Linked DNA regions of Mus musculus: regions 1, 2, 4, 5, 6 and 7 are each linked to region 3. The links are chromatin contacts, called in public HiCAR-type, HiChIP or PLAC-seq and promoter capture Hi-C maps. All regions are on one chromosome and are shown on one strand. Each heading gives the region's core, a stretch centred on a gene start, on an enhancer-like site or on the middle of the called end of the contact. The rest is flanking DNA. Distances are from core to core; before and after follow the strand shown.

Region 1 (3,777 bases), core at 18-2,517, 1.0 Mb after region 3:
GCTTTCGGGTACCTGCTCCCTATAGCAAAAGCTGCTACATTTACAACCCAATTCATGAAGGCTAAGCTTCCCACTTAAGGCGGCAGGTGTTTATTGGCAAATAAAATACCCAGCATCCACCTGAAACTGTCCCATATGTCCTTTGCGGGTATTAAGCCATTAAAATCCGGTAGCTGGTGAGATGGCTCAGAGGTTAAAAGCACTGACTGCTCCTTCCAGGGGTCCTGAGTTCAATTCCCAGCAACCACATGGTGGCTCACAGCCATCTGTAATGGGATCCGAAGCTCTCTTCTGGTGTGTCTGATGGCAGCTAGCATGTACTCATATAAATAAATAAACCTTTTAAAAATCAAATATTTAAATATTTGAAATCCACACAGCCGCTTGAAGCAGGTACAAGTATTCCCTCATTTTAGCAAGGAACATGGTGCACAAAGGCCAAGCAGCCCCCCTGAGCACACCCAACCTGTGAGTGCTGGAGCCTAGGTCTGAACTTTTGACATTAATAGTCTAGGTGCTGAACTGCTGCAATGGAGGACTAATGTAACTTTTAAGGAGTTGACAGAGCAAAACGTAGACGGAAATAACCGGAAGCTACAGCTGAACCGGAACCTGCTTGACTGTGCCACAGTAGCTGCATTTGAGAATGCGCTTTCTCCCACTCAACAAGCCTAGCCAGAGAATAAACAAAACTGTGTCCCCTGCCAGCCCTGCAGCATAGTGTGAACCGAAAAGGGGAGGCAGGGTGGGAGTGGGGAGTGGGGGTGGGGAAGGTGTGCCTGCTCCTATCAGGACAGCAATCTCTGGAGCTGCAGGCTGGGCTGTAATGTCCCCTAAGAGTCTTCCCTCTTTGCTTGCTCTTCCGTAAATGCAAATTCTAAAATGGCAAACAAACAAAAACCTGGCCCAGTTTCTACTTAAGAGTGTGATTTCCACCTGTGGGAAGAAGAGTGCTGCCTAAGCCTCCCACACTTCCGTGCGCAGCTGTCACAGACCTTGACAGCCTCACCTCAGAGCCGGGAGGATGCTGGGACTGGCTTCTTTGTTTTTGAGTCAGTTCTTAACTCTTGGGAAGAGAGTTGACCATCATCCCCTTGGAAAGCACTCAGAAGCCCTCCCCCTCTTTAAACCAATCTGGACTACAGCATCTGTCAGTTTCACCCCCAAGGTTACTGCTGCTCTGCAAATGCAGGGGTCAGAGTGACTACAGCTGCGCACTAAGTTAAGCTTAACAGCCTTGTTTACTCTAGCAGGTTCCTGGTAAACAGTGCTGGGGCTGGAGAGGCTTGTCCTGTTTACATTAGCATGACAGATCCTAGTTGGGGGTCCCAGAGCAGGGCAGAGGCTGTGCTCCCCCCAGTGCCAGCTGTTTGAAGAGCCTGTGTTTTGAAGAATGGTGTTTATGTAAGGAACCACTGTTGATGTGATCTCTCTATCAACTGTGAGCTTGTGACGTAGATGGACGTTGTTCTATTTCAGGACCTGCCAGGCCCCCCCGAAAGAAGAGAATCATCACTGTGTGCAAAGACTAGAAGTCCCCCACAGGTCACCCTCCATACACAGTGTGACCTTCATGAGTTTCAGGCTTTGTGTCAGCACTTCTTGACGTCAGCACTATTAGCATTTGGACAGGATAATTGTAGAAGCTGTCCAGTGCATTGTTCAGCTTCCTGCAGCATCCCAACCCTTCATGTCCTTTGTTACTTCTCCAAAATGGGGGGAGAGGGCGGTGCAGGGGAGGTTAATGTGTGTATGTCGGGTGTGTGTGTGTGTGTGTGTGTGTGTGTGTGTGTGTGTTTTGAAAGTATAGTATCAGCATGTGATTCTTATAGTTGATTTATAAGGAAAGGAACCTGACTGTGAAAATCAAACCTCGATTAAGACCAAAGGAGATGATCACCAAAGACTGATCCATCCAGAAAGTTGTACAGAGACCCTGTTGTAGGTTTTGTCAGAGGAGAAGTGAGATGTTGGTACTCTGTGCCACCCACCTCCCCAGATCAGCTCCACTTCCAGGGGCTCCTCCCACAGCCTGTCTCTTAAGAGTTATACCACCAAGAAACAGTCTAGTATCCCTGAACAGCTAATGTACTGTTATCATTTAAGCAATTGATCCTCACTCCCAGAACTGGAGTCCAAAATGCAATCCAGTCATAAGAGTAAGAAAATAAAAAAGTAGTGTGCACCGCCCGACTCAATAAACTTATGTTGTAATGGATCAAAAAGAATGCTAACCAAAAAAAAATTACTGCCCTGTATTCTAGAGGGATCTATGAGATGAAATCGAAGCAAAACAAAGTCTTTGCCTGAAGGAGAAGAGGGCTCAGGAAAAATTTGAAGTGGGTCTGGATTGTTGAAAATGGCAGGAAGGAATACTAGCTACTTCAGGCAGAAGTGAAATACAGCGAGACCTGGAGCAAAGATATCCATAGTGGGCGTCAGACTGACAGGACAAGGAGATCGGTGAAGGACACCAGAAGTGAAGGACACCAGAACATGAGCTTCTAGTTATGAGCCCTCAATAATGCTGCACTCTCTCAATGCAGAAACAATGCATAGATGGTTGTCATAACCCCAAGTTATAACAACACCGACAGATAGATAGACAGATAGATAGATAGATAGATAGATAGATAGATAGATAGATAGATAGAGGATGGATGGATGGATGGATGGATGGATGGATAGATGATAGATAGATAGATAGATAGATAGATAGATAGATAGATAGATAGAATGGAAAAGCAGGTGGGACTGTTAGAGTGACAGGGAGATGAAATGTGAATTAGCGTTCGCTACTTCCAAGTTGTAAGCACTCTGCCCATCCCTCCATCCAGCATCAAATGGGCTGAAACTAAGAGGAAAGGAGTGGGAAGAAAGCCATTGAGCAGCAATTGCTGCAAAAGGTGTCTTAGATAGGCAAAAGAATCTGCAAGTGTAGAGAATAGTGGATCCATTCCCTTCCCACCATACCATACTATGCCATCCAGGTCCCTGTCAAGCATTTCTGTGAGTGACGCAGCCAGAGGAGGAGGTCACTGGTACAGATCAATTGTTACCTTCCATGGATTCCACAGCAAATCTTTAACAGTAGGATTGTATTGTCTCAGTTCTGGAGGCTGCACGTCTTAGAAGGTGTTGGCAGGGCCATGGTTCCTCTAGGAGGTGCAGGAAGTTCTTTCTGGTTTTATTACTTGGCATGAAGATGCATCATTCTAGCTGGCTATTTCTATGAGGCACTCTCCATGTGCAGCTGTGTCTTCACGTCGTGCTTATAGAAGGACATCACCCACACTAGTATAACCTCAACTTAAAATGTATTATACTCACCAAAAGTGACTCTCCATTCTGGGGCACTGGGAATTAGAAATCCAACATAACTTTCCAGGGACACAACCCCCAGCACCCCAAAATGCGAAAGAAACCTCTTTCCTCTTCGTGTGGCTTACTCAGAGATCTTGCCCACTATAAGGTCAAAGACGACAGTAGACTGGGGTATATAATCTAATACAGAAAGCAAGTGTAGCTCGGTGCTTACAGGAGCAAAAGATAGTTAATCCCCCAATGCAGAAAGCTTGTATTAACCTGAAACTCCACTGTGATCTATGCCCCTGAGGTCTACAGCTTTCATTGCTCCCTAAACATCAGATTCTACAGTTTGCCTCATTATATAAGACCACACAGTGCTTTATGGAATCATAAAGGAGACAGCTCAGTCCTTAAAGCATATGTTTTAATCAGTTTGCAGCTAATCAGGCAAGGAAAGACTGTAAATGT
Region 2 (3,906 bases), core at 928-3,427, 1.9 Mb after region 3:
GAGGTGACTGCACTGCAGAGACTCAGAAACCATATATGAGCTTGGAATGCCTAATTCAGTTTAAAATACAATTCCACACAACGATGACATTCTTGCTTTCTCTGGGTTTTTTTTTTTCCCCATTCATTTCCCACTCACCCCCCTTCCCCATTTTTCCAAATTCCTCTTCCCAATGAGTCAGAGATTGAAAATGCTTGGCACCCTTGTTGAATAAATAGTATTTGTCCATGGTGACACTGATCAGTGGCAAACTGCCATTGCTCTGTGACAGGAGGGTTTGAGTATACAGCCCACAAGTCTGTCAGAGACCCTGGTCCTTGATGGGTGTCAGCCTGTCAAGCTACAGGCTTTGCTTGCGTTCTCTTCCAGCTAGCTGGGCTGACATGCCCAGAAGGGGAAAGGTAAAGGAAGAAAAGAGGAAGGGGCCGGTGTGGGGAGGGGAAGAAGGAGTGATGGTGTGATATAAACCAATTGTCCGTACCTGGAGTGGTGGGAGCCATGCAATTTGGTTCTGCAGACCTTGAAAGTTCTCTGGAAGCCATCATTTTGACTCTCACCTTCTGAGTGAGATCCTGGCACTCCTTGTACCACATCAAACTACTGGTGTAGGTGGGCGAGCAACTGATGAAAACCCACCTCTTCCTTGGAGCCTCGGGGAATGCTTGCCCCAGGGGAACAAAAGTTCTGCCTTCTTTTTCTCCTTCAGCCCACCCCATTGGGAGAACTGTATGTTTTGGAAAGCTCTGGAAGGCACATGTCTGAGTATTCATGGGCACAGAAGTGTCCCCACACCCCCTCGAAATCCCAAAGGCTGTAGCACCCATGCGGGAACCACTCCCTTGCCTTAGCAGGCCCTGCCCAGCACCAGGGTCCACATTAGCCTCGGAGCTGGAAAGCTCCTGCTGCCGTGTAGGATTTTTTTCCCCTCTCCTTTTCCATACCTTCAGAACCTCTGCTAATGCTTTATGCTTAACACAATTAACTGCGCAACTTAATAGGCTGCACTGAGGCATTTGCGTACAGGCATGTGTCATGCCGTAGTTTGTCACTTTCCCTTCTTGGCCTCCCCTCCCCCATCCTCTCTCCCCTCCTTCTTCCTGCACGGTCCCAATTCTATTTCCGGACACCGATATCTGTTTGGATGCTTTTTAAACTCAAGGGCTTCAAGGGTCACTCACTCCCAGAGTCCATGTGTGATAGAACCAGACTTCTTGCAGAGAGTGTGGGCGGGGCCTAGGCAACTTGGATGGACTTCCTTGAGGTCACACAGCCAGGGAGTAAGAGCCTGAGATACAGTCATCAGCTCACCCTACCCACCAAGCACTCGGCATCTACTAGGCACCGCTCTGCTCCCCGGAAACTCATCACTCTTTGAGGCATGCTTGGCTGCTCCTGAGGCTGCTTCCCCATGCCCCTCTTCTGGATGCTTTCCGTTCCCAGCCCCGCAGTCTAACCCTGAGACCTCCAAGGCCACTCACAGCATTCCTGAAGACTTAGAAGAGGGGCTTTTGTGTGCAGCTTTCCCCCCACCCCCCTCCGGGACCCTGGAATGCATCTTCACGGGGCTTGCTGATTTACAGCCCTGCTGTCTTTCAAAGAATTCACTGGTCTGGGTTGAGTCAACAGATGTAAGAAAAGGCTTGTTAAAGGTTCTGTCACTGGAACCAGTTGTCGCTTGCACTAGCAGGATGCTTTCTTTAACCCTGGGCCTGGCTCAGGCCTCTGAAAATGAGCCATGGTACTCAGCATCCGTGTAGGAGACTCCAAAACTCCCTGTGATGCGAGCCATAAGCACATTGTGTGCCCTAGCCAACCTTGTTACTACAATATTCTTTATCAAGTCTTGACATTTACTTACCATCCTGAACTGACTCTATTTATTTTGAGGGTCACGTTGGCCTGTTTTCTAATTCCACAGTAGCTACTCTATTTGCCCACTGAAAACAGTTGCTATAACCTGTCCGAGCCTACCAACCATTCTGAAAAGATTCATCCGTTCATTTGTTCATTGGCCCATTGTCTCAATGATCGCCACCACACTATAGAGTTAAGAACCCACTAATAGGTGAGTAAAACTGGCTGGTGCCTGAGGGACACTACCCTCACCCCTGCTCTGGGCCAAGCTACTCTCTCCCCAGCTCACAGGAGTGCTGGTGACTCACAACTGAGTCTGCCTTGGGAATTGGTCTTGGCCAAAGGGAACTCTGTCCCTGGGGAAATGTCTCTTCTTGGGACAGCCGGCCTCCAGGGACTGATTGATGTTGAAGTACAGAAGCTTGGGCCTCTCCCTCAATGAACTCATGCTGTCCCCTGAAGCATTGCTTAAACTCTTGGGATCTAGGTGTCAGCCAAGGCCCTGTCGCAGCTACACCACAGTCCAGCTCCCCGCTCTGCCACGCCCCGCTGCCCCGACTCCCTTGGCTGCAGTTCCCCCAGGAACAATCCTGCTCCATGTCAGCCTTCTGCGCACAAATCCCTCGCTCAGATCTAGTTCTGCTCCCAGTGAACTTGTTCTAAGACACCTGCCATGGTGAAGTGTGCATACCAGAAGAGAGAGGAAAATAAACAAAGTGAGTAATCACGGTATGTGAAAAGTGACAGGCTGTGGGAAACACTAGAGCAGGGGCAGGGAGTTTCAAATAAGAATGAAAGCTGGCGCGCGCGCGCGCGCGCAATGGTCTCATGTAGCCCAGCCTGGCCTCAAACTTATTATGTAGCCAAGGGTGACTTTGAACTTGTGTTCCTTCTGTCTCTACTTCCTGAGTACCGGGATTACAGATTCATCCTCCCCAGCCCCACCCAATGGAAATCGAATCCAGGGTCTCAGACATGCTCGGCAGAAACCCTACCAGGTGAGCGGCAGCCTTAGCACTTGGCATTCTTTTGCCATAGAGTGGTCAGAGTAGCCTTCTCTGAGACATTTGAGCAGATTTGAAGTTAGCAAATTGGATTGGCAGAAAGCTCTCAATCCAAAACTGTTACTGGCACAGTTCTCCTCCAGAGAAACATAAACAGCAGTGTGTGCATGTGTGCAGGGGTGTGTGTGTGTGTGTGCAAGCCTGAACATCATCAGCTTGAAACTCGAGTTGCCACAGTCCTGGGGCAGACTTTCTTCTTCTCAGGGAACATCAGTCCTTGCCCGTTGGGCTTCCGTTGCTGAGATGACCACACTGTGGAGAGAAATCTATTTTATTTAAAGTCTACTAATTGTGGGTGTTCGGCACATCCGATAAGAGCAACATCTGGGGTTGCATTAGATCAAATTGCTGGGTATGCTGGTCTCGACAATTTCACTAGAAAACTAACTCTCCTCAGCTGAGTCCTGCCACTTTCCACATTCACCATCCTCCTGGTCCATCTGCTGCCCTGCCTTCCTTACAGTCTGTCTTCCGCATCACTAGATCACACCAAGGCAGGAAGACACTTGCCTTTTCTGTTCTCCATTGCCTCTTTAATGCCTGGAATGTGCTGGTTCATATGAGGTTCCCAGTGATAATTTATGAGCAAATAGTGAATGAATTTTAACCTCCCATTTAAAAAGAAAGAAAGGAAGAAAGGAAGAAAGGAAGAAAGGAAGAAAGGAAGAAAGGAAGAAAGGAAGAAAGAAAGAAAGAAAGAAAGGAAGGAAGGAAGGAAGGAAGGAAGGAAGAAAGAAAGAAAGAAAGAAAGAAAGAAAGAAAGAAAGAAAGAAGGGAAGAAAGAAAGAAAGAGAGAGAAAAAAAAAAGAAATAAACTCTTTCCAAAATGTATGGATTGGGAGATTTCTCAAACGTGAAAAGGGACTCAACACTGAAAACCAATAATAATACAAGGTCTGCCTCCAAGGTGCTATTGGAAAGGGGAGCAAGAATCGGATTTTCTGACCAGGAGATGTAGAACTTGAGGACCATTTCCTAAATTCAGATC
Region 3 (3,995 bases), core at 341-2,840:
CTTTTTTGTAAGGAAAAAGAAAAAAAATCACATTTATTAAAAGAAGTCTCAAGTTCTAAGTCTCCAGAACCAGACAAAAAGAACGATTCTAAGTAACAAACTTATCAGTGAAAAACATAAACTCTTCCCTATTTACTCCCTTGTTCCCGACTGCCTTTTGTTTCCTGTCTTTTCCCACACTCTTGTTTTGGCTTCTGATAGCATTCAAACCTCAATTCTAAGCCACTTTGGAGGGTACTCTTTTTGTTGTGAATGGAGAAACTTGTGGTTCTGCAGTTTATCTGCCCAGCCCGAGGAACCACAGTGATAATTTGAAAGGGTAGAAGGAAAATGATTTTCCCTCCCCTAATATGGCAGACTTTTTCATTCAGGATTGTATTAAGATGATATAGACAGGGCCGGGCAGTAGTGGCGCACACCTTTAGTCCCAGCACTTGGGAGGCAGAGGCAGGCGGATTTCTGAGTTCAAGGCCAACCTGGTCTACAGAGTGAATTCCAGGACAGCCAGGGCTACACAGAGAAAAGAGAAACCCTGCCCCCCCCCCCAAAAAAAATGTATACAGCATTTCAAAATAGCTACCAGCGGTTAATACGGAACCATACGCGCTGGAACAAGGAAGAAGGAAAGTCTCTGAGATGGTACAACTGAACAGTAAAATCTGTAAAAACTGAACAGCCGCCTTTATTCTCCACTATACCCCACTGTGGGACCTTAGATTGACTCTGTGTACCAGGGCGGTGACATTGCTTAGTGACATTAGATCCACGCAATCTGAATCACCTAGTTGGAACAAAAAGTTATAGATGACTTCAATTGTAGAATTATAATTGGCAACAGAACACTTTTAGCGTTACTGTGGAAGCCAGCCCATATTGTTGCTAAGGAACCTCGGCCCACTTAGACCGTTAATCGTTTTTCTGAAAAAATCCACAGGATGGCGATCTTGCTTAGACTTGTTGCGTACCAAACCTTCTCCAGTCGTCAAGCCCTCGCTCCACTCCAAGGTTAAGAGCCTGGCCTCTGACAGGGGTCACTTATCAGGCGATGGGAAGAGGCTGCAGGGAGCTCAGATACTCCCACGCCACAGCAGGTCACCCGGATCTGCGACCCGGATTGTGCCTGGTTCCCTAGCTGCTCTGGCTCTGCCTGGTGCCCGGTTCCGCAAGGCCGGCCACTGAGCCTCCCGCCTGCGGTGGCGGCGGAGGTCCCCAAGCGCTCCGGGTCTCCGGGTGCCACCCCGCGGGGCTCGCTGGATGACAGGGTGTGGGGCTGCACACAGTCAGGAGGGCGGTGCCAACCCTGCGGCTCCCCCGGGCTGCTACCCCGCATCCCCGCTCCTCCAGGACCCAGACAGGGCGTCCGCCCTTGGGTTTCTGTTTCCCACGTCCAAAGTCAGGGCACGCGACGAACTGGGGGCACTTGGCGTACCGCCGCCTTCAGGCCAGGTCGAAGCCCACGACATCCAGGCGGCCACCCCGCACCTATCCACAGCGCGGACTCCGGGGCCGGTGGGTGGAGCGCTCGCCGTGACGTCACGAGGCCCCGCCCCAGCCAGCCGGCGCGTATTTAAAGCTTCGCTGCTCGCTCTTGCTCGCACAAGCGAAGCAGGACGTCAGACTAGAGAGTAGGGAGAGAGACTGGTGCTCGAGGGACAGGGCTAGCCCGGACGCTTGTCCGCGCCTCGGAGGTGGCAAGTAGGCAGTGTCGGGTGGCGAGGCAACGATGGAGCTCCTGCGGACTATCACCTACCAGCCGGCCGCCGGCACCAAGATGTGCGAGCAGGCTCTGGGCAAAGCTTGCGGCGGGGACTCAAAGAAGAAGCGACCGCAGCAGCCTTCTGAAGATGGGCAGCCCCAAGCCCAGGTGACCCCGGCGGCCCCGCACCACCATCACCACCATTCCCACTCGGGACCCGAGATCTCGCGGATTATAGTCGACCCCACGACGGGGAAGCGCTACTGCCGGGGCAAAGTGCTGGGCAAGGTGAGGAGCGGCGGACGTCAGGCTGCCGGGCGGGAGGGCGGGCTGCCCGGGCAAGCTGAGCGAGCAGGGACCCAGCGCCCGCACTTCTCGCTCCTTCAGCTGTCTGGTTCCCCGAACGATCGACGTGGGTTCCTCTCCTGCCCTCCTGGGCTTCTGTGCGCCGACAGCGCTGGGGTTCGGATTTGCATCCTTAGCCTGTTTTTCTCCCGAGTCTAAGAAGGAGGACTGAAGGCATTCTACCTTGGCCTTGGGCTCTCACTATCTGATCCCCAGGGAGCTAGCCTGTCAAATTTCTTCAGAGGGCATTTTCCTCCCTTTCCCCCTTCCACTCCCTTCTCCATAGAGTTCTTTGTAAAGGGGAAACGAGAAAACTGGACTGGTTTCTAGGAATGTGCTGCCCTTCCTGAAAAACCATTATACAAAGCAGATTGTACTGCTCTGCCCACCCTCTGTTCCTCAAATTTTGCTTCCCGTTCCCATTTACGTATTCATTTATTTTAAACGTTGGCCCTTCATTTTTTTTTTTTTTCCTTTTTTCTGTCCTGCTCAATTCCATCTCGGCTTTGTTTCCTCGCAGGGTGGATTTGCAAAGTGTTACGAAATGACAGATCTGACAAACAACAAAGTCTACGCTGCAAAAATTATTCCTCACAGCAGAGTAGCTAAACCTCATCAGAGGGAAAAGGTGGGTATGACTGTCGACTAAAGTATTTTCTTTGTGTGCAGGGATGGCCCTACCCTGTTAGAAAAAAAATGTCTTCTGCATGTGTAAGCACTGCCTTTCCAGACACGACGAGAGACTAATAAGCCTTCTCTTGCTTTTTTTATTTTTCCTTAGATCGACAAAGAAATCGAGCTTCACAGACTACTGCACCATAAGCATGTCGTGCAGTTTTACCACTACTTTGAAGACAAAGAAAACATTTACATTCTCTTGGAATACTGCAGTAGAAGGGTAAGTGTTGACTCCTGGGTCAGCGAGCTTGCCGACAGGAAGCCGGAGTGGTGTTTGGATTACATTTTATCAGCGGTTTTAGCCGTGACAGTTAATTAGTCTCCCACCATATGAGACTGCGTCGTCAGTCCAGCAAAGGGATGCCCGATCTAGGTAACTTTATTTGACAAATTCTCCTCTCTCCCCTTCTCTTCCTAGTCCATGGCTCACATCTTGAAAGCAAGAAAGGTGTTGACAGAGCCAGAAGTCCGATACTACCTCAGGCAGATTGTGTCAGGACTCAAGTATCTTCACGAACAAGAAATCTTGCACAGGGATCTCAAGCTAGGTAAGGCTTCTCCTGCAGCGACGGGGGTGGGGGTGGGGTGGGGGTGGGGGGGTGGGGGCTAGAGAGTGGGAGGTTTTCCAGTGTTGTGAATCTAGCTTTTTGAATGGGTGCCTTCACTGGAGGGTGCTGATCTCCAAGTGTGAACCTTTCCAAGGGAGTTCATGTTTCCTTTTGTTTATCTTCTAGGGAACTTTTTTATTAATGAAGCCATGGAGCTGAAGGTGGGAGACTTTGGTTTGGCAGCCAGACTGGAACCACTGGAACACAGAAGGAGGTGAGAGCCATGCTCTTCCTGGGGTTTGTGGAGACCAAATATGCCTCTATTATTAGTTAATAGAAAGTTAGTTCACACTACAATCTGCAAACCACAGCAGTGTTACTAAACGGAAACTTGTGTGCACTCTTGAGCGAGATAACTTACACCTCTAAATGGATTATTAAGGCAATCAATAAAATAAATGTTTAAATTTACTTGATATATACATACACACACATACACATGTACACACGCACACACAGGATCTGGTCTCATCTGGTTAAAAATACTTGGTCATATGGGCTGGGCAAATTGTACACACATTAAAAAATTACCAAAAGAAACTTGGTCAAATAAAAACACTAAAAAATAGTCAAGTAGAAAATGAGAAAAAAAAATTCAAGCTTTTATTTCCCATTGAGTCATCCCCAGAGAAGTAATTTTAATTGAAGTCATAGTTCCTAATGAGATC
Region 4 (3,747 bases), core at 665-3,164, 1.1 Mb after region 3:
ATTCACTTCAGAGATGATTCTTGTCAATTTTAATGAACTTCTGGAGCAAAATTGCCCAAAACAAAAACAAAACTGTAATTCCAAAATGGCCACTTGAAATATCCGGGGCCTTTTAAACAAAACCTAGATGATGATCTTCATACGCCAAATTCAACCACCTGTAAAAGTTGTATTAGGAAAAAACAAAAACAAAAAACTTAAGTCAGTTTTTATTTTCAAATCAAAATTAACCCCCATTTGGAAAAAAATTTAACCTCTGGGGAAAAAATTTTTCCCACACAGCCGTAAAAAGAGAGCTGGGGAAAAAGTCTTTTCCTAGCCCTCGATGAAGTCTACTGAATGAAGGGAGTTAGAAAACTGTGGGCGACGATATCACTGAAGAGTTCCGATTTGAACTGGGAACTGGGTGCAGGTAGTACCCTGGAGGTTGCAAGCGCCCAACTTAAAAACTTTGAGCAAATATTCAAACTACGAAAGTGGCCCACGGTCTCAGCAGTGCTCTTCCCCGATTCTCTCCCATGTGCCAAAGGAAAACAAATGGACAGGTGGTGCTGCCACGGAGCGTCGGGGAACCCGACTCCGAGAGTGAGAGGCGGAAAGGAGCGTGACGCTCCTTCCAAAACGCAATCTCGGAGGACGGAGCAGCTGGATTGTCCCCACTACGGCTTAGTAGGAAGGCCGGCGGGCAGGCCGGCGGGCGGGAGGGGAGCGTGGCAAGGCGAGCGTGGCAGGGCGAGTGGCTACGGTTCGCCCGGGGGCTGACTCCCAAGCCCGGGAGAGCAGCGCTCGGCTCCAGGTGCTCGGCCCCATTCCCTTGAAATTAAGCAAACAGGTTTCGGCCAAAACTCCAGGGGTGGGAGGTGCGGGACGCGACCCGTCCACCCCGTTAAGGACCGTGCTCTCCCCGGGAAAATAAACAGGTCCCGTCGGACTCGGGAGCCGACGCGACTTCGGAGCGCTCGCCTTGGGCGAGCAGCCACCACCACCACCGCAACTGCCACGGAGCCCGGCGCGGCGGGGAGGGCGAAGCGCCGCCGAGCACACGGCGGAAGTCCACGGCTCCGCACGCCGCGACTCCAGTCCCCGGTCCCCCGGTTCCCCGGTTCCCGGGGCCGCCTTGCTGGTGGTGGCCCAGGAAGGCGCGCGTGCCGGGGCCTGGGGTCTTAGCCCGACGCCGCGGGCGCCCCGGCCGTTCCCGGCCTTCGCCGCCGAGCACCACCCCCCCCCACCACGGCCGCCGAGGCCCGCCGCCCACCTCGCCCCACGGCCGCCGCCGCCGCCTCCGCTCCGCCGGGCTGAGTCAACGCCGGCCGGGGGGAGGGAGGGAGGGAGGGAGGACGGGCGGGCGCCCCGCGCCTCACGCCTCACGCCGCCCCCCGGCCGCCCGCACCCTCACGCCTCGCGCCACCAACGCCGCTCCCGACCCCTCAAGCCCCAACGCCGACACGGGCAACCCCTCCCCCGGTCCCCGAGACTCCCGTCCGGGGCCCAGGGGACTGTGTTACCTTCTGCCCCACCAGAGGTGCCCCTGGCCTGGGGGTGCCGCTGCGCTCGATCCCGGGAGGAGGTTTTCGGTACTTTGAATAATCCCCTTTTGCCGCTTTTCCCTCCCCCACAACCAGTCTCAGTCCCAAAATGGCGCCGACCCGATCCGCAATGTTCTGGGCCAAGTCTCGCGAGATCGTGGAAGGTGGCGAGGGAGGGGGGACGCAGCGGAGAGGTTGAGAAGTAAGAGGAGGGAGGCGGGGCGAGGGGAAAAGAGGAGGAAGAAAGGGTGCGGAAGCCGCGGTGCAAACGAACCCACTGGGCGGAGCCGGAGGAGGAGGGCCTCCACCACAGAACCTTCTGGCCCAAGTAGCAGCTCACGCCCCAGGTCAGGGAAGCTCCGCCCTCTACGTCGGCGCCTGGGGGAGAGGAAGGGGCGGGGCTAGACCGGGGGCGGGGCTTTGAGGAGGACCCGGAGGCTGGGCCTGGCGCGGGGGAAGGGCGGGGGCGGGGCGGGGGGCGGGGCGGGGAGGCGGAGTCTCGGCGCGGTGACGTCAGGAGCAGCTGGAGCCGGGGATTACCCCCTGCTGCTGACGTGAGGACGGTGAACAATCCGGAACGTTCGGTGGAAGGGGGAATTCCCGTCCGTTCCCTGAGGAGCGCCTCTGTGCAGCCGCGGGCCCTCCCCGAGCTCGGGAACGGTGGGGTGGAGAGGACGAGCGCAGGCGGTCCGGACGGGCAGGCGGGCTCGCAGGGCGTGCGGCGCTTCTGAGTCTGCCCGGCAGCGCCGCGCAACCCGGAACGGCCGGCGGCGGGCGCCGTTCGTTCGGCTCCGCCTGAAGCCCGCCGTGGCTCGCAGGCCGCTCGGCGCGGGCCCTGAGCGCTCCGTGGGCGGAGCCGGCCCTGCCTGAGTGATTGGGCGCCGCAGTCGCGCGCCACGCGGAGCGTGCGGGACGTTAACACGCGGAAGCCGGGTTAGGGAGGCGCGCGAGGCTCGGCTGCAGCCACCGTTCCCCCGGAGTGCGAAGGGCTGCCAGAGAGCATCGCGCTAGTAATTCCTATTTCTAATAACTCCAAAGGAGATGGATTATTTCATCAGCGTTGTCCTGGGTATCCGCATAGCACAAACGATTATTTAAAAAAAAAAAGTTACGGTATTCACTTTCTCTACATATAGCCAAAGGTTCACTCTGGAAAGGTTGGAGATTTAATTCTAAAAGGAAAAAAGTAGAAGAAATGAGGGAGAAGCGTCCTAAAGAGGGAAAATCACCGGAGCGTCATTTCCCAGAAACTTTTTATATGCATTATAGGGTTTGTAGTTTAGTGCGTTACCCCTATAAGTTCGCCGAATGTAAACTCGCCTTAATTTGTACCTCAATCTTTACCCATCTTGCCCCCTAGGTACAAAGGGAAAAAGGGCTTAAAACTAAAGGATGCTTTTTTCAATCGTGCCAATGTCTAAGATGTGTTTTCCTCACTTTTTACATAAGCTGGTTTCATATTTTAGAAATGATCCAGTTACTCCCTGGACCTTGACTACTCAACCTACCCGGTTTAAACTTCCGTTTGTTTTAGGTGGGTTTGAATATGGGTCGAGTGGGGACGGGAGAGGCAAGGATTCGTGTTGCTTTCTCTAAAGAGCTATGTAGAGAACCTTGAACGCCCGATCCTTTTGCCTCTGCTTTACAAACTCTGGGGTCACAACCATGCCCCACCCCGCCCAGCTCTGTTTTAAGTCTTAATCCAAACTCTTTCCACTACACGAGACCTGAATCCATAAAATTAACGTATATTGAAAAAGAACTTGGGTTGCTTTTGAATTTAGCTCGGATCTCAGCTATGTAACCCAAGCTGGCCTGGAGTTCTCCTTATCCCTTCAAAGACACACCACCTGGTTTCTATTTCTAAGAATTGATATCAAACTAGGCAGAACAGGAAGAGGAGGGAATGCATGGGGACATGAGAAGAAAAAGGGTACCTTTCACCAAGAGTCAGGCATTAAATAAGATGAACAGCACCTGCTTTAGAGAAAACTATTCCAAGAAAGTTAAAATATCCTGGAGTCGTGCCTTACATCTATAATCCCAGCATTCTCTGAGTTCAGATTAACCTCGAGGACATAGCAAAATTCCAGGATAGTCAGGGCTACAAATGAGACCCCGCCTCAGATTTAAAGAATGTTAAAATAGCAATGAACTGTGAATAGGTAAGAACATGTAACCTTCAATATGGTCTTACTCCTTTCCCAGATATTTTCTAGAA
Region 5 (3,865 bases), core at 956-3,455, 1.4 Mb after region 3:
ACTATCACATATAACATTTGAGGTGCACCAACAGAATTCTAGCTAGCAGTATTTATTTTAAAGACAGCTTTTACAATTATAAGCCACTGCTTAAAGAGATAAAGAGAGAGAGAGAAGAATGCGCAAAAATCAAGCAGATTACTCAGGTATTCAATTCTACCTGCCCTCACCTTGGTCCTCTGATTTCTAGAGGCAACACTAAAGTTCTATATGTCATTTTTGCAGTTGCTGCTCATGGTATATTCATAGGTGGTTATATTGACTTTATAAATGCTTAAGTGTGGCCAACTGTATTATCATATAGAAAAAAAAATCAGGTCTCACAGGACTAGATAAAATTAATTCCTCAAAGTTTGAGTTACTGTTTTTTCTTTCATCTGTAGTTGATCTGTAGTAAGAGTTGCCACCTAAGAATTATTCTGGTTAGTTTTAATCTAATCTGCACAGAAACAGGAAACCCTAGAGGAAGATACGTGTACAAGTGCACACAGGGCACACACACAGAAAAGCTGCATCGGGGCTGCTTACTGCCTACCTTCCTCCCAATCCTGCCACAGCCAGGGGTCAACACACTTTTTACTACTGGGCTTGGGGGTTGGGAGGAGGGAAAACGACCTCCAAGTAATAAACGGACCGTGATTTTAAACAATCCAGAGCACAAAAGGGGGTCAAATTACTTAGATAACTAACCGAAACCAAGGATTCCTACTGTCAGATTCGACACACAATAAAACACTCTCCACCCACAGTAAACGTCAAGAAATTCTACGGGGGGCCACAGGGTGACGATGACGAAAACATATCCAGCAACTTCACACATCCATCAAGATTTTATGCTTTTGTGTATTTTCATCAGATTTTTTTTTTAAGTATCATATACTTAAAAGAATTTCCTCTAACAGAAAACTTTCCAGTAGCCAAAACAGGGCGAGGCCAAAGAGCCGTTGGTGTAAACTATCTTACGCACATCCTACTTCTGGTGCACCGGAAGACCCCTGCGAGCAAAGCGGCAGCCCCGCACCGTCCCTGTCCCCGCCACGCAGCGGGGCTGCGGGGCGCAGTCCCCACAGCTTTGAAGCTGAATGGCTGACACATCCGGTCCTGGATCCCACAGCATTCCGCCAAAAGCTAACTTCAAAGCCGGATTCAAACTCCCAGCACCGGGCGCTCTAGCCCCCGAGGTGCGGGAGGAATTCCCAAGGACACGCAGCGAGGGCAGCCACGGAGTCCCCGCAGACCCGGCCGCCCCGCGAGCCCGCAGCGTCCGCCTGCGTCGCTTTGACAGGCGCCCCCCCCCCCCGCAGTCCCCGGAATCCCCCGGCCGCCCGGGGCGCGCCGCCGGAGCCCGGCCCGGTACCTGCCCGCGGGCGCGCGTCCCCGTGGGGCCGAGGGGCTCTAGGCTGTCACAGCGCGCAGACCCACCGCCGTCACCTTCGCGCTCCGAGCCCCCCAAACTCACTTCGCGCCGCGGGGGCTCTCAGGACCCGGCCCGGGGAGCCCCGCACCTTCGCGGCTTCCACGCCTGTCACATGTCCGCAAACAATAACAAACTCTCCCGCACGTTCCCGTCCCGTCCCCACGCCGTCCCGGGCGCCGCCCGACCTTCAGGGCTCGGGGACGCGGGCTCCCCCCCCACCCCCAACGAGCGGAGCCCCGGGAGCAGCGCGCCCCGCTCGCTTCATTCATTGCCCGCCCGGCCCCGGCCCGCCGCTCACCCGGAGGGGGCCGCTGCAGAGGGCGGCTCGGCCCCCGCGGGGCTCCGGGCGCCGCTGTCCCGCGCGGCCGCCAGCTCGGCAGAGTGGGAGCCGCAGCGACTCGCCGCTCCCGGGGGTGGCGGTCCCGCCGCGGGCTGGAAGCGACTCGCTCCTGCAGCCGCGTCCGCGGGCTCCGGCGACGGGGAAGTAGATGGGCAGGGCGGCGAGGCGGCGGCGAGGAAGAGCGGCTGCTCCGGCAGCTGGTCCAGCTCCACACTCCGCACTTTGCGCAGCTGCCGCCGCCGCCAGTCCGCGCGCTCGCGGCCCGCGCTGCCAGGCTCCCGCAGCAGCCCCGCCGCGCCCGCTGCGGGCGCGCCGCTTCCCTGGAGAGCTCCTCCTCCTCCGCCGCCGCCGCCCGCCTCGGGACTCGCCGCCGCGGCGCCCGGGAATCCCGACGACGAGGCGCGATCGCCCGCCGCCGCCGCCATTTTCTCTCGCGGGCTACATTCGCTCGTGCCTGCGGGGGAGGGAGGGGGCGGGGAGAGCGCGGGGGGCGGGCGGAGCGGCGGGCGGGTGGGCGGGCGCGCGCTGCTGCCGAGGGCGCGGGCGCGGGCGCGAGCGGGGCCGCGCCTCCCGGCCGGGGCCCGGGAGCGCGGAGCGGCGGGCGGGCGCGCGGCGCAGGTGGGAGGGCAGGGGCAATGCGGGGAACCGGGCGCCGGGCGTTGTGCGCTGCAACCAGGCCGCCGCCAGGTAGTGCGAGACCGGGCGGGGCAGCGGCTCGGCGGGAGCTCGCCCACCCTTGAGCAAGCAGTAATCCGAGCGTGAGTCCCTGGTTCTGGAAGGGGACGCAAGCCGGAGGACTCACGGTCTGTCACTTCACGCGTTTAGTAGCGGTTGCTGGGGGGGCCCCCGCGCGCACCGGCCCGGCCCGCGCCCGAAGCGCAGGTGGCGCCCCGGGACTGTCGCCTGCCGCAGACGGGCGGACGCGAAGCCTTCTCTTAGGAAAGCAGACCTCTTGTCCCGCCCTCGTGTCACAAATAACACTACTTAAGATTTCTTGCGCTACCTTGTGCACCTCTGAAGCTGCTGGTTTGGGACACCCTCCCCCCCACTCCCCCGGCTACGCAGAGGGACCAACCCGGGTACTCTGCCAGAGGTTACTCCCCCGTCTTGGAAAGGCAGGCTCCAACCGAAAGCGGGAGAGCACGTCTGGGGAAGGAGCCAGCGCTATGCCAGGAAGCGCTGGATCATGCCATCTTCTACCAGGTCTCTCCCCACCCCCAACAGATGCTCCCAGCTGCACGTCCCTCTTCCTGGCAGTCAGGTGACAGGCCGGTTCCCGGGTCCCCCACCTCCCTCCCGCCGCCGCTCCCTGGTTGCCCTGTGCGGCGTCCCTCGCCTTTCTCCTGCCCCAGAGTCTAGAAAATGTGCTGGAGATAGAAAAGCAGTATACGTATATGGGATTTCCCCCCTTCGACCCTTTTTCAACGGGATAAAGCTGCCTTGTCGTCCCTATCTCACCCGCCTCTGCCACTTTTTTTTCCCCTAGCCACTTTGTCTAGAATAGACAATCTCTCAGAACCCAGGATTTCTAGATTTATTTTGTGAAACATTAAGACATGAGGCGTGGGGGGAGGGGTAAGAAGGGTTTTCATCTTACAGAGAAAGGAAAGATCTCTCCAGCATTTAGACAAAAGCCTGAACTAGCTCAAAATAATTCATTTAACCTCTCCAAAGTAGATCAAATGAAGCCCTCCTTAGGTGTGTAATGTCAGCCAGAGAGCAAGGTGAGGCAAAAGGGATTTTTAAAAAGGGATCCTGACTTCAGCTTGAGCTCGGTGTTATACTTACTGCTATAACATCTGGCACGCTACAGTTCTCAATGGTTACATTAAAAGGTACACGTTTTGAAAGTTTAGATTAGTCTGTTCAAGATTTAGGTCTACATTTAGGCTATAATTATATGCTCTTTTAATGGTAGACAAGCATAACATCCAAACCAAACAGTAGTTATTTCCCAGGTCTTCCTAGATTGCCACACCCACCAAATCCTAAATTGAAAAGGATTAGCTTTTCTGGTTTCTACTGAGATCTAAAATAAACTTTAAATTGGCGCACTCGTACTTAGGTACCTGTGAGAAAAGCCACTGCGGACCCTCAGCCTTTGTTTC
Region 6 (3,907 bases), core at 12-2,511, 1.3 Mb after region 3:
TTTGTGATATCATTCACAGTAGGGGAAGTGTAATTTTCCATGTCTTTTGGATGTTTTGAAGTTGAGTGACTTTTTTCTTCTGTAAAATTTCCACGAATAAATAACTTTTACCCGTGTTTTTAGGTTGATTTTTTTTTTTTTTTTGCCTTGGTAATCCTCTTTAAAAGTAACCGTTGCTTCTTCCCATAACCCATCTCCATCCTCATCCAGTGAGGGAATTGGAGACCCTAGGCTCAAACCTGAACAGTGTAATTAAGGTTTAAAGTTATGAAAAGTTTTAGCATCTTAAAAATGCTTAAATTTATGAAGCTACAGTGCAAACCTCATTTTGCCATTAATATTTATTACAAGCTCCTGGCAGGCATCTGGGAGGAGAGCTCTGGTCTTCACGGACACTCTAAGCCCCTGTAAGGTCTTAGCACACCTTCCTGTTTGTATATTATCTTCTCATGGATCTGTTTTCATACACAGGATTATTTCTTGAAGCCTATGCAGAAACAGATACATCTGCTAAGTCTCTCTCTCTCTTCCATGTATCCACTTATCCAGGAGACCACATTTATTGTATGTATAATCTCAAACAATGTTGTTTTTATTTACCCCCGAGGTAGGTGTGAGAGGCAGTTTTTGCAATTTGGTTCAGGGTCTTTGACACTCTGCTTTTTAAAAGGTTTATCAAGTGTATATCTTCGGGTCATCTTCTAGACTATTTGTGATTAATAACTCCTAGAACTGGTCTTTAAAAAAAAAAAAGTGTACAGGCTATGAATGTCGCGCAAGCACGCTCATCATGTCTGGCTCCGTCTGTCAGTCTTTCTGCCTTCTGAATTGCCATCATCTTCCAGAGCCTGTCTGGCAAATGTCTACTTCCACAGTTCACTCCAAGCCACTGAACGCCGATGCGCATTCCATTCCTGCAGGTGCCTAGCCGTCCTGCTTCCTGTCCGGGTCTCTCTCCTCTTTTGCCCATCAGCGGCTCGCTCACTTGCCATCGCGTACTCTTCTCACTTCGGGAAAGTCCGTCGAGTCCTCCTCCGAGTCTCCCGCCACCCTCCTTCCTCCCCCGCCCCGGGCTCGCCCTCCCTCCCTCCCTCCCTCCCTCCGGCCCCCCCACCGCACCCACCGGCCGGTCCCCGCGCTCGCCCGCAGTTCAGCTGGAACTTTACTCCAGCCGGGGCAGAGCGCCGTGGGCGCGCGGGGCGGGCGCGTGCAGGAGCGGCGGCCGCGGGAGCGCCGGACGGCGTGGGTGTGCGAGCGGGCCGGGGGCGTCGCGGGCCGGCCTGCCCTATAAGGGGCCGAGCCGCCTCTGCCTCCGGGCGGGTGCCTGGCGGGCCGCGGCGGCGGCAGCGGCGGCGGCGGCTGCGATTGGCTCAGGCGCCCCATCCGGGGACTGGGCTCGGCGCTGCTCGTTCGCCCTAAAGGTACCAATATGGCGGAGGTGAGCGGAGAAACCGGGCAGCGGCGGCCGTGCTGGAGCGGGAGCCGGGCGGCCCTCCGAAGCCCCGCAGCCGGCCCGAGAGCCACGGCTCCTCCCGCGGGTCCTCGGAAGGCGGCGCGGCGGCGACGGGGGATGGGGGGCGCGGGGCGGCGGCGAGGCGCGGCGAGGCTGCCGGAGGGGCGGGAGCGGGCGCGGGAGCGGTCTCCCTTCGGGACTAGGCCGCGGCGGCTCCGACCCCGGCCGGGCCGGGCGGCGGGGCCGGGCGGCGGAGGGCGGCGGCGGCGAGCCTCGGGCCGGGGTAGCCTCCGGGCCGTGGCCGGGGCGGCTGACGCGGGCCGCCGTTCGCTCGGCGCCTCCTCCCGGGATCGGGGTGGGTGGAGAGCGGCCGATCCTCGGTCGGCGGCTGGAATGCAGCGCGGAGAGCGGGCTGCGCCACTGCCCCGCCGGAGTGAGCCGACCCGGCCCTCGGCAATCCGGCCGCCCGCCGCCTCTCCTGACCGGGGGCTCCGAGGCCAGCGGGAGCGGAGCGGGACTCTCTACCCCGAAGCCTGCGAGGTGCGGCGTCCCCGGGCGCAGAGACCGACCCACACCTCGACGCCCTCGCCCGCCGAGCGGCCCGAGAGTCTCTTTACCCCGGGCCGGACTTGGGGGGGGGGGCACCGGGCGACCCGGGCTGCCGGGCACCGGGCTCCCCTGGGACGGGCAAGCTGGGGGAGGGGGCGGCGTGATGGGAGCACCGGGGCTGGGCAGGAGCGAGCTGTGTGTGCTAGGGCCGAGCTGGCGGGCCGGGGACCGACCGCTCCCCCGGGGGAGGACCCGGCTGGTCCCAGACTCAGTGGTCGCGGCTCCTCCGACCTCAGCGGCTGGTGGGTGGGGGTGGGGAGGTGGGGGCGGGAGGGTGCTCCCGCGTTGGGTTGGGGACCAGTGTCAGGGTCGAGCTGGCCTACGCTTGGGGCAGTCGACAAACCCTGGAGTTGGGGCGCCCGCGCACTCCAAGGGCAGGCTGTGTGTGTGTGTCTCAGAGGGTGAGACCCTCCTAGGGGACGGGGTTGCGTTTCGAGGAGTTGCTCTAGGGCCAGCGGAGAGCTGGGTGAGCTGCTGTAGTCGGGGGACTCGTGAGATGCCCGGGATGAAGGATTGATGCTGCGAGCCGGGTAAGCTCTGGCTTCGGCTTCCCGGCTTTGTAACTTGCCGAGCTCTAAACGGTGTCTCGGAGTTGCCCGTTTCAACTCCAGCCCTCGTCCGGAGTCTGCGAGTTTGTACACTGGGGACTTGGGGAGGAAGGCGAGGCAGCCAAGAGGGGGCCCGAAAGGGGCCGGGAGCGATTGGAGCGAAGCTACGTCTTGCACTTTTTGGCAGCTGCCTGGGAGCGCTCGGCTCCGCCCCCTCTGCGCCCTGTTGCCTGCGCTGCCTCCTTTTCCTTGCTACAGGATTCAACCTCACAGTTTTCTTTTCTCTCTCTCACTCTCCCAGGCTTCCTTTGGAAGTTCGAGCCCAGGTTTGTTCAATTTTCTTACCTCTTCCGGGGGTCGGGGGTCGGGGGGGTTGTCCCAGAGGGAGATAGGATTGGCTGGTAAAAGGATTCTCTGTACAACCACAGAAATGTACCCTGCTATATTTTTTCATCATTTGGATCTTAAAGAATTCCAATGTAGTTTTACGTTGTTAGAGAGGAGGGAATAGTTGTGCTCAGTGCACGGTGGAAAAAGTACCCCAGAAACCTTATTACAAAGTCTTTTATTCTCACATAACTTTTTTTATTGTTTGACTCTAAGCTGGAAATAATGAATCCCAAATCAACCTTCTACAAATTAACAGCTTGTTTTATTTTTATTTATTAAAAATAAATTGTCCTTTTAACTTGTCAGAACTTGGGGCAACTTGGATTATTAGCTTTTAACTCCATTTTTCTTTACTATGGCTCTCAAGTGTCTGTTATATTTAAACTGAAAATTGGGTTAGGTAAAGCTACCTTAATAATAAAGGAAAAAAGCAATGTGTGTCTTCCTGGTTTTGCACAGAGACGTATTAATATGGTTAGCTTACCTAGTACAGAAGCCAGAAAATATATTGAGGATCCAATAAAAGGAGTCCACGGAATCTGCGCGGGTGTGCCTACATGGGAGGGAGGTTGTAGTCTTTCTCTCTCTCTCCTTATCTGCTAAACTGTTTTAGGTTCTCAAACTTTCTCTAGCTGCCTTGTCCCACTTGTTCCAGAAAAGTGCCTCTGGAATTCTCCAACCCCTTTATTGTACTTGGAGGCAATTAGAATTGTTTTGCAAAGAGTCACCCAGCATAATGGAGTCTATGCTTAATTTTCCCCCTTTTTTGTATAGGGACTACCAAGGGCTAAGCAAGTTCTCTGCCATTATCCCCGGGCTCACTCCAGATGACCCCCGCCACACACACACACACACACACACACACACACACACACACACACACACACACACACACAGGGTTTCTCTG
Region 7 (3,966 bases), core at 1,176-3,675, 1.9 Mb after region 3:
AAGCCCAGAAAAGTGACTGAATGATAACCATGAATTCTCATAAGAAGTTGGTTCCCATGCAACAGATTAAAAGGCAGAGCTCCAAAAAATCATGACGTTTGCCCAAGCCACACCTATATAACACACTCAAGCCCTCGTCTTCGGTCTGCCTACCTGCCTCTCTTCAGAATGAGTCCCTTACAAACTAACAGCCATACTTTGGTTTGGGTCATGATAAATGCTTTCACAGAAATCTACTAACTGGAGAGATAATATTTTGAGAGTCCTCTGTGTTAATTTCTTGAAGCTGCTGTAAGAAAATTATCACAAACTTGGTGGCTTCCAATAACCAACCAAAACTTACTATTTCACAGTCTGGAAATCCAAAGTTGAAAATCAAGGTGCTGCCAGAACCCAGCTCCCCCTCTAGGCTTTAGGAGACAATGGGTTCCTAAGTTCTTCCTGCTTTGGTGGCATAAGTGACAAATGACAGGAGGTTGTGTTGTTCCATGTTCTCCCCCACCCCCTTACCTCTGCATGTTCCTCTGAACAATAGAAACCACTGAGACACATTTCAAAGAGAGCTCCTTTATGTCGTTAGAGCTGAACAGACTCAGTTTGCCATCAAGGTCATGTTCATGGGTTCTGGGGCTTAAGGCGTGTATATCTTTTCAGGAGTCATTCTACAAACCACTGAGCCCACCCTGGTTCCATATAGCAGTGGGTTTGGAAACACTCCAGGCAACAGGCTAGAGTATCAGAAGGCTGACTTCAGCAGTTGTTCTTCTCCCAGTCCTGCTGTCCTACACCACCTAGCTCATCTGTCAACAATGTGTTGTATTTCTCCTCTGTATGCATGATGTGTGTGTTTGCTTGTGGGGTATATATATGTGTGGTATATATATATGTGTGGGTGACCATTTCAGCATACACATGTAGGGACCACAGTTGACATGAGTGTCTTTCTTGATTGCTCACCCTTTATATATTAAGGCACAGTCCCTCCATCAGATCCAGAGCTCACTGCTAGTCTAGCCATCCAGCTTGCTCCTGAAATCCTGTCTCCACCTCCCCAGCACTGAGATGACAGTCAAACTGCCACATCCTGGACTCTAAAAATGCTAAAGCAACAACTTGATCCACTGAGTTATCTCTCCAGCCTCTGCTTGTATTTTTAAATCAAATACTGCAGAGTATTTTGAAAGGAAGGAGCCCAAGTGGAAAAGAATAGCGATGAATAACATTGTTGGGTAAATAATAGTACTGCTGAGTCATAATAACAGTCCTGCTGAGTCATACTAACAGTCCTGCTGAGTCATAGTAACAGTACTGCTGAGTCATGGTTCTGTGAGGTGAATAACAGTGCTTGTGAGTGAGTGATATTACTAGTGAGTGGTAGCATTGTCATAGAGATGTGAGGCCCTTTTTTATGAAAAATAAATGACAGGCAAGTAGAAAATATGTGTCAAAAGATAAAAGAGAACTGCCTACAAAAGAACACAGAACATAGACTAGACCATTCTATATCAAAACAAATGTAAAGACTAAGAGTGTAGTTCAGTAGTTGACCACTTATCTAGTATATAATGTTTGGGTTTAATCTCTGTACTACAAAAAAAAAGTATTAATATAGCCATACGCAGAGGAAAAAAAGAAAACATTTCCAGCACTATGTCTAAAATCAAATATCTGTTAGTTAAAAAGAAAAGGGAGTTGCCATGATCAGTGACATACAAAAAGCCAGGTGCTATCACTCACCACCCAGGCTCTTGGAGGACAGATAGGAGAATCCTGGCTTCCTGCCAGCCAACCTAGGCACCCGGACAAGGCCTGGGTGTCAGGGAGAGACTCTCTCTGGAAAAAACAAGGAAGGTGATCCTGAAAAGAGATTCCTGATGGACCTGTGACATATACACGCTCAGGTGTGCACACATATAGATATAAAGCCAAAACCACAAAGGAAATGTCTTCATTTTGTAAAAACACAAACGAACTAGACAGATGTCTTCCCCTAGCAATAGACAGTACCACCGTATGCAAATAAGAGCAAGATTTCCCCCTCAGGTTTTTAACCCTAGAGGATGAATTTATTTGACTGCTTCTCGAAGCAGTATGGCTGGTGACTTGTCAGGCTTCATGCAGAATGCAGTAAGGCACAGCCTTGTGACTGCAGGCTGTTTGATTTAGTCTGCACAGATATTTGAACCTTGACCTTCAACCTTTCACTGCCCACCCTCAAAGTCTCTCTGACAGGAGGAGGTCACTGCAGGGAGCCTGAACCTCCCCCCATCCCCCCACCCCCAGCAGCAGTGCATAACTACTCAGCAGGGCACGTGGACTGCAGCCTCCTGCTACAATATTTACATCCTATTCCACTGAGATGGCCCGTCTCTGCTCACATGACCCAAATGCAGTTCTCACTCCACCAAGAACAAACAGCCAGCACGCAGTCTGCGCTGGCGGCTTTGCACATGCTCCGTCTGGCCCTGTGAATCTCACTCACTCATTGAGGTTTCTATTGGTTTAAAGCGACCTTCCAGTCGCCTCAGCCGAAGCTCTGAGATCTGCAGCATTTTCCTGGCCCAGATCCAAGGCAGGCACCCCCGTGAAGGCTGTCTTATTTTAGGGTTTGGGATGTTTTGTCTGTCTGCTTGGGGGAAGGGTATATAATACTCACACGTCAGTGTTGATGGTGAATGGGATTCTGAGAGTAACACTTCCTCCCCTGCAGAAAGAGTGTTTTTTATGTCTTTGCAAAGGTAGCCTTGAAGGCGCCCGGCAGATCTAACACACACTTAATTCTACAACGGGAGCTGACGCCAACGATGCTGAAGCTGACTGACGTTGGCTGCAGTGTGTGAAATGGTGTTTTCTCCTCTCCAGAGCCCTGACTGGGTTTTTTTTGCCGTTCTGATGGTAAACGATGAGACAGGCTACCATGGATTTCAGCACCTCTTCTGTGTTTGATCAGCACAAAGGTAACACGATGTTTTACCACTCCAATGGCGAAGAGATTTCCAGTTTGTAAGGAGAAGAGGAAAGGTGTGTGTGTGTGAGTGTGTGTGTGTGTGTGTGTGTGTGTGTGTGTGTGTGTGTGTGTGTGTGTGTGTGAAAACAAACCTGGTAAGGACTTGATAAGCTTTTAGGAAAAGAAAAGAAAAAAAAAGCTTACGGGCTTTCTGTCTTGCGGATGTATTCCTAGTCCTACTCTTTGGTTTGAGACATATCAGCTACTTTAGATAGTATCATCTTTATGTCATGTCATAAAGTATGTTAGAGAAAGCAATATCAGAATGCATACCGGGCCTCTTTCAGCCCGTAAATCTCATATTTCGTCACTTCAGCCATCACGAGGCACTGTGGATTCCCCTCCAAGAGAGACCTGACCCACAGACGGGTCCTGCTGATGCCACACCTCGTTCAAGACCGTGCAGTGACTTAATACTGTATTATTTAATTGCAATGGCAGAGTGGGTTTTTTCCCCCTACCCTTCATTTGCATACAGAAAGTCATCCTTCCACGGGCCAAGTAGGCTGTGAGATTCATTGCCATCATCAGACTCACAGCCTGTCAGTCTGTGTGAGTGTGGCTTTGCATGTGCTGTGTGCCTCCACACATGTATTTGTCATCTGTGTAATTAGACCATTTTTTCTATGTACGATGGAGGGGAATTCCCACACTTTAAATACAGCAGACCTTCCCAGAGCCTTTTAATGAAACGTACGGCATCTAACCCACTCGCCGCACTAGGATTCTGCAGCTTCTCAGAGCTTGGTTAGTTTCTTTCTTTCAGCTACACTATGAAATGGTGGCTTGCGGAAGCCTCATTAGCAATAGCCATTTCTTCTTTCTTTTTCCCAATTATCGATGCTTCAAGGCAAGGTCACCTCCTCTAGATCTGGCTTCGTGGCATGGGTAAATGATGTTTGCTCAATGGATTTCTCAAATAATAACATAGATTTAGATTCCTGAGGCAGATAGAGTCT

The links. Promoter capture Hi-C pulls out the DNA fragments that hold promoters and counts their contacts. HiCAR-type assays count read pairs that join an accessible place to other places. HiChIP or PLAC-seq counts read pairs in DNA pulled down with a chosen protein or histone mark. Capture Hi-C pulls out chosen DNA fragments and counts their contacts.
Region 1: a contact with region 3 is called in an H3K4me3 HiChIP or PLAC-seq map of pro-B cells, with 10 times the contacts expected there. The contact joins the enhancer-like site here to the promoter of Plk2 in region 3. A contact is called at or near these places in 22 of 39 promoter capture datasets (the 3T3-L1 cell line, 3T3-L1-derived adipocytes, the C10 cell line and 15 more), 2 of 15 datasets of contacts at CTCF or cohesin (the NIH/3T3 cell line and large pre-B cells), 62 of 484 Hi-C or Micro-C datasets (3T3-L1-derived adipocytes, the BV-2 cell line, CD8 T cells and 40 more), 34 of 115 datasets of contacts at active chromatin or transcription factors (CD4 single positive thymocytes, SST interneurons, bone marrow-derived macrophages and 20 more) and 3 of 9 other capture datasets (adipose tissue, embryonic stem cells and pancreatic islet).
Region 2: a contact with region 3 is called in an HNF4G HiChIP or PLAC-seq map of pancreatic cancer cells. The contact joins the enhancer-like site here to the promoter of Plk2 in region 3. A contact is called at or near these places in 1 of 15 datasets of contacts at CTCF or cohesin (embryonic stem cells), 15 of 484 Hi-C or Micro-C datasets (the AML12 cell line, B cells, the Ba/F3 cell line and 11 more), 2 of 115 datasets of contacts at active chromatin or transcription factors (pancreatic cancer cells and stem cell-derived neural progenitor cells) and 3 of 9 other capture datasets (adipose tissue, embryonic stem cells and liver).
Region 4: a promoter capture Hi-C map of adipose tissue shows a contact between it and region 3, with 2.2 times the contacts expected there. The contact joins the promoter of Gpbp1 here to the promoter of Plk2 in region 3. A contact is called at or near these places in 13 of 39 promoter capture datasets (the 3T3-L1 cell line, 3T3-L1-derived adipocytes, the SN4741 cell line and 9 more), 9 of 484 Hi-C or Micro-C datasets (CD4 T cells, Sertoli cells, bone marrow-derived macrophages and 4 more), 11 of 115 datasets of contacts at active chromatin or transcription factors (astrocytes, differentiating embryonic stem cells, embryonic forebrain and 5 more) and 1 of 9 other capture datasets (adipose tissue).
Region 5: a contact with region 3 is called in a promoter capture Hi-C map of pre-B cells, with 5 times the contacts expected there. The contact joins the promoter of Map3k1 here to the promoter of Plk2 in region 3. A contact is called at or near these places in 3 of 39 promoter capture datasets (hippocampal neurons, liver and pre-B cells), 1 of 484 Hi-C or Micro-C datasets (embryonic stem cells) and 2 of 115 datasets of contacts at active chromatin or transcription factors (astrocytes and thymic regulatory T cells).
Region 6: a HiCAR-type map of astrocytes shows a contact between it and region 3, with 6 times the contacts expected there. The contact joins the promoter of Mier3 here to the promoter of Plk2 in region 3. A contact is called at or near these places in 5 of 39 promoter capture datasets (the C10 cell line, embryonic stem cells, liver and 1 more), 4 of 484 Hi-C or Micro-C datasets (CD4 T cells, cortical neurons, embryonic stem cells and 1 more), 10 of 115 datasets of contacts at active chromatin or transcription factors (astrocytes, cardiomyocytes, embryonic forebrain and 7 more) and 2 of 9 other capture datasets (adipose tissue and liver).
Region 7: a contact with region 3 is called in a HiCAR-type map of astrocytes, with 4 times the contacts expected there. The contact joins the promoter of Ankrd55 here to the promoter of Plk2 in region 3. A contact is called at or near these places in 7 of 39 promoter capture datasets (3T3-L1-derived adipocytes, the C10 cell line, hippocampal neurons and 2 more), 1 of 484 Hi-C or Micro-C datasets (nephron progenitors) and 1 of 115 datasets of contacts at active chromatin or transcription factors (astrocytes).

What each region holds. Positions count from the first base shown.
Region 1 is chr13:111,396,499-111,400,275 of GRCm38.p6, forward strand. No RefSeq gene overlaps it. Among named protein-coding and RNA genes, the nearest start is that of Gpbp1, 92 kb to the right of the region's middle. Within about 2 kb of position 1,268, at least 41 of the 459 cell types and tissues checked have an H3K27ac peak or open chromatin away from gene starts, as enhancers often do. A contact at or near this core is called in CD4 single positive thymocytes, double positive thymocytes, forebrain and 5 more, where this site is marked.
Region 2 is chr13:112,251,979-112,255,884 of GRCm38.p6, forward strand. No RefSeq gene overlaps it. Among named protein-coding and RNA genes, the nearest start is that of Ankrd55, 35 kb to the right of the region's middle. Within about 2 kb of position 2,178, at least 33 of the 459 cell types and tissues checked have an H3K27ac peak or open chromatin away from gene starts, as enhancers often do. A contact at or near this core is called in pancreatic cancer cells, where this site is marked.
Region 3 is chr13:110,393,454-110,397,448 of GRCm38.p6, forward strand. It overlaps Plk2 (polo like kinase 2), which reads left to right and starts at 1,591. Exons shown (of 14, transcript NM_152804.2): 1 at 1,591-1,984; 2 at 2,562-2,669; 3 at 2,823-2,939; 4 at 3,138-3,267; 5 at 3,454-3,541. The coding sequence starts at 1,724.
Region 4 is chr13:111,488,213-111,491,959 of GRCm38.p6, forward strand. Gpbp1 (GC-rich promoter binding protein 1) reads right to left here and starts at 1,915. Exons shown (of 13, transcript NM_028487.5): 1 at 1,506-1,915; 2 at 1-158.
Region 5 is chr13:111,806,788-111,810,652 of GRCm38.p6, forward strand. It overlaps Map3k1 (mitogen-activated protein kinase kinase kinase 1), which reads right to left and starts at 2,206. Exons shown (of 20, transcript NM_011945.3): 1 at 1,716-2,206. The coding sequence starts at 2,182. Gm15327 (a long non-coding RNA gene) reads left to right here and starts at 2,351. Exons shown (of 3, transcript XR_382912.2): 1 at 2,351-2,960.
Region 6 is chr13:111,684,917-111,688,823 of GRCm38.p6, forward strand. It overlaps Mier3 (MIER family member 3), which reads left to right and starts at 1,262. Exons shown (of 13, transcript NM_172593.3): 1 at 1,262-1,438; 2 at 2,912-2,936. The coding sequence starts at 1,430.
Region 7 is chr13:112,286,026-112,289,991 of GRCm38.p6, forward strand. It overlaps Ankrd55 (ankyrin repeat domain 55), which reads left to right and starts at 2,426. Exons shown (of 11, transcript NM_029898.3): 1 at 2,426-2,957. The coding sequence starts at 2,903.